2 separate regions of the Mus musculus genome follow, and region 1 is linked to region 2. Evidence: chromatin contacts called from public Hi-C data. All regions are on one chromosome and are shown on one strand. Each heading gives the region's core, a stretch centred on a gene start, on an enhancer-like site or on the middle of the called end of the contact. The rest is flanking DNA. Distances are from core to core; before and after follow the strand shown. Region 1 overlaps Ssbp2 (single-stranded DNA binding protein 2). Region 2 overlaps Ssbp2 (single-stranded DNA binding protein 2).

Region 1 (3,458 bases), core at 901-3,400, 150 kb after region 2:
CATCTTATGTCATGGTAAGCTAAGGTGTGAGTGATATATTAGGATTCCTTCTTGGAAAAAGATTAGTATTGAAATACAAATGCCAGGCATTTATTTCCTGCTATTGGTGGAGAGCTGCAGCTCCATAGCTGTCCTCTCTAAGACAGAGACTTTACAGAAGAGCTTCTTCAGTACAAGGGCTGTGGGAGTCGTTTTTAGAATGAATGTGTCTTGGACTCTAAGACAAGGATGATGGAATAAGTAGATGAAAGAAATCCTGCAGGACACCTTGGTTAGGAAGTATGTGTACCGTGGAGATCTTAACAGCATGCACATGTAGAGATCTGTGCAAGTGATCGCCATTGTTGTGATGGTGATGGTGGTGGTGGTTGTCCTCATTGTCATTGTGGTTTAGGGTGACTGATGGAAGACCTGTATTACAGGCAGACATAGCAAAATATAGGTAGAATAACTATTGGTATCCAGGGACGAGCTGCCGCTTGTATGGGCTCCAGTAGAATCTAGCTTTCTACTGTTTCTCTCTGAACTAATGTGAAGAAAGAACTGTAGGATACTAGTTTGGGCCTCTGGAACACTCAACATTAGTCAGGTAAGAAAGGAGCCAACCTAGAGAAGTAGACACTCTTCCAGTGATGTAAATAAAGGAAGCACTGTTTCAGCTCAGGGCCTGTTCACTCTGCAACAGGACATATGGCCAAATAGGCACCGTCAGCACGCTGACAGGATGTGAATTCCAAACGTGTGTGTGTTTGTGCTTCCTGCCGTAGGACTGTGGAGTCTAGACAGGATTGGTGGATCGTTCATTACCAGTCAGAGTTTTTACTTTGTAGAGGAGCAGAAAGGAGGTTAGAGACCCAGGGGACAGCTCGGAAGGAGATGTGTTTTGTGGCATCTTCTTCCCTCTTCCCTCTGCCGCTGTCCCTGCAGAATGAAGAGAACCTGAGCAAGATGCAAAGCCAGTTATAGAACGATGACAGCAGAGAGCAGCCAAAGCATGCAGTTTATATGGAATTTATTTTTCTTTACTTATTCTTAAGCAGGAGATTGATTTTAATGAAAATTATATAATTAGGGAATAGATAGTCGAAACCAGGTTAACTACATTGAATTCCAAAGATCTTTAGAGTTACCTTCTAAATGTCCTTTGAACAATATTTTTCAGAAGTAGTCATTTTGAGATGTAGATGTGTTAGTTTTCATTTCCTCCCAGAGTTCCTTTCAGATTTGAAAACCAGTCTACCTCCATCCACAACAGGCATTTCCAACAGACCCAGAAGCTTAAGACCCTCCCAGGCTGTTCACTTGCAGTTGGTACAGCAGAAGTGTAGGTTTTCTACACTTGGGTCTGTGCCCCATTTCACAGAGGTGACATTCCTGTGTGAGTCTTCTGGGCAAGAGCTGACAGAGGCAGAAGGAGAAATGGACGAGCAATAGTTGATATATGAAGGAACGAATAAGAACTGGAAATTAGAGAATGTTCAAAGACAAAGTCAGCAAAGAAAAGAGAATGTTGATGTTTTATTAGTGGAAAATCCTAAGCACATACTATTTAACATCCTCCTGGGTGCTGGAGGTGTATAACATGGCATACCTTGGCTATAGTCGGGAAACTGAAATTTAGAAACTAAAACATCCAACCATGTGTGAATTAAATTAAAAGTGTCTTTGCTGACATCTACAAGGCTAGATATTATTCTCATTTTATTTCCTAATTCATCTAGTCAGTATAATTTTGGTTTCTAGTTATTTCCATTAATCAGCAAAATAAAATTGTATTTTGACGATTCAAAAAAGGTACTGAATACCAATATTAGACCTTGCAGATACCAACAAAGGTAAAGTCAACGTAAACGTATTGCTTTGTATTCTTCATTATTAGAAAACAGAATAGAGTTCGATTAGTTATATGAGATGTTTGAAAATGGATGATAAAGTTTAACACGTAGAAGAAAAATATTGTTTTAAAATAAACAGTAAAATAGAAAAAAAGGCAAACTAGTAATCAATTTGTGGAAAGATAATGAAGAGAAGGATAATGTACTTCAGGATTAAAAAACCAAAACTGTTGAGCCAGTCCCCCAGTGGTGGGCAACGTTTGTGAGGTGGTGGAGAGACTGCTGCTGGGCGCCCTGTGGAGGTGCAGTTTATGATTTATCTGTACACTGGGAACTATTTATCTACATTATTTGGCATCAGACTTCTAACAGCAAGGCCTAGGAAGGGACCAGGCCTCTTCCCTCACTCTCCATCGAGAGAACTCTGCTTTGTAAAACCTGGAAGATTGATTGAAGAGAGCATGTTACTGGAAGGCTGTTCCTCAGGTGGAACTCTCTCCTCAGGAGGGAAAGACAGACTTCAGTCTCCCTGCAGTTTGCTCAACTCTAAAGGGAGGGCCTTGTAAAGGATGTGAAAGTGAAGTGAACATGGAGAAAGTTAGGTGTGCCAGTGAAGTGAAAGGTCTGGAAAATCTTCAATGAGCAAATTCACACCTAAGTCGGGGATATAAAAGGAACAATGACTGTAGTTCTTTCAGAAACACTCTTATATCCAAGGAAGCTGTTTTGCTTTGTTTTGCTGGTTTTGGTTTTGGTTTGGTTTTGCTGGTTTCGGTTTTGGTTTGGTTTTGCTGTTCCTTTTTTTGTTTTGTTTTGGTTTGGTTTGTTTTTTAGACAGGGCCTCACTATGTAACCCTGGCTGGCCTAGAACTTGGTATGTAGACCAGGGTGGCCCTGATCTCACAAAGATCTGCCTGTCTCTATCTTCTAGATGCTGGCAATAAAGGCATGTGTCACCACACCTGCATATTCAAGAAATTTTATTGCTGTATATTTTTAAACTACATTCTTTACATTAAATTGAAGTATATAAAACCATTTGATATGAATTTGTTCTGAAAGGGCAAGTGTGATGCTCACATTGAAAAATACAAAATAGCAAAAAACATGTCAGGAGAATGTAGTCGTCAAAGTCTCAAATATCTACCAGCAAGTAAGAGTTCCTCTGATGACCAAACAGGGCTAACCTTAGAACACAGTGATGACTTAAGTCAGTTACCAGTGCTCATGTTATGTTTCTCAGAGGAAAACCAAATATCTATCAAATGGAAACGAAAGTTTCTTTTCTTATTCCTGAATTTTTGAAAGTTGTTTTTTTGTTTGTTTGTTTTGTTTTACAGGACTAGATTTCTTAATATAGTAAAGCTATCTTCAACCAGCAATCAGACTATTTAAGTGTTTCGAATTATAATTGATATTGCCAGATAGCTACTACCATCATTTTAAGATTTACTTGAAAATGCCTGTATGTGGGTAGTGTGTGTTGTGCTGTCATAACAGTATATCTAAGAACAGAAATTTAGATAAAACCAAGTCTATGTCATAGCCAGGAGACTGGGAAGTCTGAGGCTGAGCACTGCCACCTAGTGGTAGGACGTTCCTGCTGTGTCTTATTTGAGAAAG
Region 2 (3,890 bases), core at 1,304-3,803:
CAAATATTGTATGGTTTTGAGATGTCTTTCTATTTTGAATGGAGTGTTTAAATGCTTGGACTTTCCAGTTCCTAAAAGGTCATTTTGGCTGGATATGAAGTGCCAAATCGAAGACCACCATATGGACGTGTGTTAAGGCCTTGAAACCCAGCTCCTCAATGCTCTGCAGAGTTCAGACACCCAGTTTTTATTCACCGGCCATGATGATTGAGATGACCACAGACCTTTTCATTTATCCACTCAGGATTTTATCTTCTCAAGTTCCCAAACTGTGTATATGTGTATAACTAAAAACAAGTCAAAACAAAGCAAAAACTACACACAGACACACAGACACACACTTTAAAATATTAGGTATTATCTCTCCCAAAGAAATCTGCAAGTAAGTAGTTTATGTTCTTGAGAGAGAGGATAGAGGATCTTCTCGCTTGGTTATCTCTCCCATAGATTTATTGAAAGTTAGGGATCAAAGAATATTATGCCAATTGAAATCTATTTGGATAATTGACCTATTTTTATGGTTCTTACTACAGAATGGTCACTGGAATGCTTGAAGTAGACAAGCCATTTTAACCCACAACTTAGTAACTAGCCAGGAAATCTCCTCTTATTTGCATAAAGATAATTTGCCACTGGATATTGCCAGAGATTCATTTGGCATCTTTGTAGACCTTGAAAGGACTGATAGAAATGATAATTTTTTGAGGGCAATTCTTCCAACTCAAGAATATATTAGTGACCTTTCTTTAAATCTCTGGTCATCTAGAAAAGATAAAAGACAAAAACATGATATTTTTAGTAAACCATTAAGGTATTTGAGTTAACAGTTGGAAAAAACCACAATAATGTTAGCTGATAACTCCATCATTTTGATGCTAATTTCATGGCCGTTGATTAATATTTATTGGATGAGTTCATTTTGAGTAATGAGGGAATTATTAGGAAATTCTCAATTTTGTATTCAGTCTTTGAAAAAGGTGTGAAAGTATATAATTAGTATTTCCATAAAATTTATATTTTAGTGCATAATAATAGGGTGAGTAGTTTGAGCTGTAATTTAAAGGGAGCTTGCTAGCTACTTCATATGTGTTTTCAGTAAGCCAGCAACTTTGAAGGTGGTACTGTGTCCCCTCATTGTAAGATGAAGTGACAAACTTCTAGATGCCTGATGACATTTGTTGAAACTTAGCTCAGAGGATCAGACTTGGTTTGAACTGGGATCTGTCTGTAACTATGGAGAGAACAGTTTTCACGTCACTTTTTTTGCCTTCTAAATTAATGCTTATGTTGTCTGGAAAATTCACTTCTGATGAACACTTTGCTTTCCCAATGATGCTGGTTAAACGAGGTGTTAGTATAATAAGGTGCTAATTGAATGGTGCACAGAGTAAGTGAAAAAGAAATTAAAGAAGGAAAAGTCTGTGTGCTGAAGTCATCAGGGAAACTGCTTGCAGTCGCTGTGGGACTTGGTTCATTCATTCATGCCATGGAAGGTTCTGAATACTGACCTGGTAGGAAATGTAGGGTGCAAATAAAAATAGAAAAAGACAGGTAGAGGATAATTCTTTTTGGAGAAACTAATGGTATTTAAAAATATTGTGTTCATCTGAAAGAAGCAAAGACGCCTAGCATGAGCACAAGAGAGCTTCTATATTGAAGAACAGTAGGGCATTCTTTGGAAGCTCATGAAGGTGATGGGCAGTATTTAAGCTATGTAGCATTTAACTGCTTCTGTGGTTGCCAAGAGTAGTGGCACTGTGGGACTAAATACTATTTTACGAAGCTTGAATTCCAGCAGGGGTGTTCAGCTTTAAATTACAACAGTGGATTATTGCTACGGTCAAAGGGGCAGGTCTAGTTCTGGGCTTGATTCCTCTTTCATCCATGTGTGGACTGGTAGTCCACATGCTGGACTGGTAGTCCACATGCTGGATTGGTAGCCCACATGCTGGATTGAGAGCATTTCTGAGTTTGGACTATTCCACTCTCTGCAGTTTGACTTCTGGAGTGCTTTTTGGCCAGCCTGGGTCTTGTAATTTAGTGGGTGGAAGATGTGGCGTAGGACAAGCCCTTCTTCTAAGTAAGATCTAGTTGTGACCATGAGCATTTGCTCAGGGTTTCTATTGAGCTCCTAGCATGCTGTTAGCTTTAGTAGTATAAGGTCTTGCCTTATTTAACTTGTTTAAAATGTTCTCACCTTGTTTCCATTCTCATTTGCTGCTTCTATTGATTGACATTCATAGAGGTGTTTGATGAGAGATGCCTGTGTATTTAAAAAATGTATGGTGTGGCACACATGTGTCTTTAGTCCTAGCTTTTGGGAGGCAGAGAGGCAGGTGGGTCTCTGTTATGTTTGAGGCCAGCCTGCTCTGTATAGAAAGTTCCAGGGCAGCCAGGGCTGCATATTGAGACCTCATCTCAAAATCAAACAAAATGAAACAAAAACAAAACAAAAAATAAAAAAGTTATGGTGGTGTACATGTTTATATAAATGGTGTCTTGCTAAAGATCTTGTGGTTTTTTTTTTCCTCACAACACCTTAAAATAGCTGATAAGGAAAGTGAAAGCCTTTACACACGTAGAGACTACTCTGAAGGACTTTCATGATTGGTTCTGTAAGCTCCTTGTTTGCAGCTCAGCCAGTTTTCTTCTATATCTTACTAACTGCTCCTGTCCTTGGCAGCCTCTCCTTCACAGACCTACATCTACAAACTTGAAAATTTTGAAGCAGATCTGAGAATTTTTAATGCCCAGTGTGTACATAGTTCATAATTTGTACTTGTTGACTTCTCATCTGGTTCTTTGGAGTGGCCATCTTAGTTGCCTGAAACGTCTATCAATTTGTATATACATTTGAGATAATTTGGGGATGAGACTCATTTGTAAGTATGAAGTTTAATTATTTTTCATATTAAGCATATAACCTAAAAGGTGATTTAAGCAGTAGTTTTAGTGTAGCAGCATTTTGACATTAAGTCATCATATGAAACACATGTGGTATTTTCTGTTAATGGAAATATGTTAGTATATCCCACAGTTTGGGGCACTTCAGATGAATTGTTCTCTCATTTTATTTTATTTTATTTTATTTTATTTTATTTTATTTTATTTTATTTTTATGATGGGTGGTTTGTCTGTCTGTATGTCTGTATACCACATGTCTGTAGTATCAGAGGAGGTCAGAAGAGGGTGTTGGATCAGCTGCGACTGGAGTTATATACAGGGGGTTGTTGGCCATATGGTTGATAGAAATCACACCTTTACCTGCGGAGTCATCTCTCGTCTGCACATTTCATTTTTGGGCTAGGAATACTCAACCTGTATTACTCTGTTTTATAACAGACAGCATCTCTCTTCTTCTTTTCATTGATTCTTGGCATTTAAGAAAATATTTTCATCACATTGTTTGTTTGTTTGATTGATTGATTCATTTATTTATTTTTGTGTGCGTGCACGTATGTGTGTGTGTGATTTCACATGTAACAGCATGTGTGTGAAGGTTAGAGGACCACTCATGGGAGGCAGCTCTCTTCCTTCACCATGTGGGTCCAAGGATTTGGACTCCTCTTTTGTGAGGCTTGGTGTCAGGTGCCTGTGATGGTTAAGTGGGCTGCCTGTTTGGTATTGACCTCTCTTTTTTCAGTCTGGTATTTGCAAGTTGTCTATCATTACTTCAGCTCTCATCTCTGATGACCAGTGAATTTGGGTCTCTTCACATCCTCGTTGTATCTGTTACTGCCTTCCTTGCTGGGTTTCTGTCTAGAAGAGTCCCCTATTCAAACAGCTCACCATGCTCAGACCTCTGCTTCATGTCCTAGCCCAGGAAGAACTGAGCATCCTCTGAAGTGTACTCCAGCTCTTTCTGTGTCCCACGTTATCAGTCATAGCAT

The links. A called contact is a pair of places that touch in the nucleus more often than the background predicts.
Region 1: a Hi-C map of granulocyte-monocyte progenitors shows a contact between it and region 2, with 4 times the contacts expected there. The contact joins two enhancer-like sites. A contact is called at or near these places in 4 of 15 datasets of contacts at CTCF or cohesin (CD8 T cells, the NIH/3T3 cell line, large pre-B cells and 1 more), 66 of 484 Hi-C or Micro-C datasets (the 3T3-L1 cell line, the 63-12 cell line, the AML12 cell line and 48 more) and 12 of 115 datasets of contacts at active chromatin or transcription factors (the 230-238 cell line, CD8 T cells, the HPC-7 cell line and 8 more).

Annotation. Positions count from the first base shown.
Region 1 is chr13:91,633,606-91,637,063 of GRCm38.p6, forward strand. All of the region lies in intron 4 of Ssbp2 (single-stranded DNA binding protein 2), which reads left to right. Among named protein-coding and RNA genes, the nearest start is that of Gm22778, 88 kb to the right of the region's middle. Within about 2 kb of position 2,151, at least 65 of the 459 cell types and tissues checked have an H3K27ac peak or open chromatin away from gene starts, as enhancers often do. A contact at or near this core is called in the 63-12 cell line, B cells, CD8 T cells and 12 more, where this site is marked.
Region 2 is chr13:91,481,893-91,485,782 of GRCm38.p6, forward strand. All of the region lies in intron 1 of Ssbp2 (single-stranded DNA binding protein 2), which reads left to right. Among named protein-coding and RNA genes, the nearest start is that of Ssbp2, 23 kb to the left of the region's middle. Within about 2 kb of position 2,554, at least 64 of the 459 cell types and tissues checked have an H3K27ac peak or open chromatin away from gene starts, as enhancers often do. A contact at or near this core is called in the 63-12 cell line, B cells, CD8 T cells and 12 more, where this site is marked.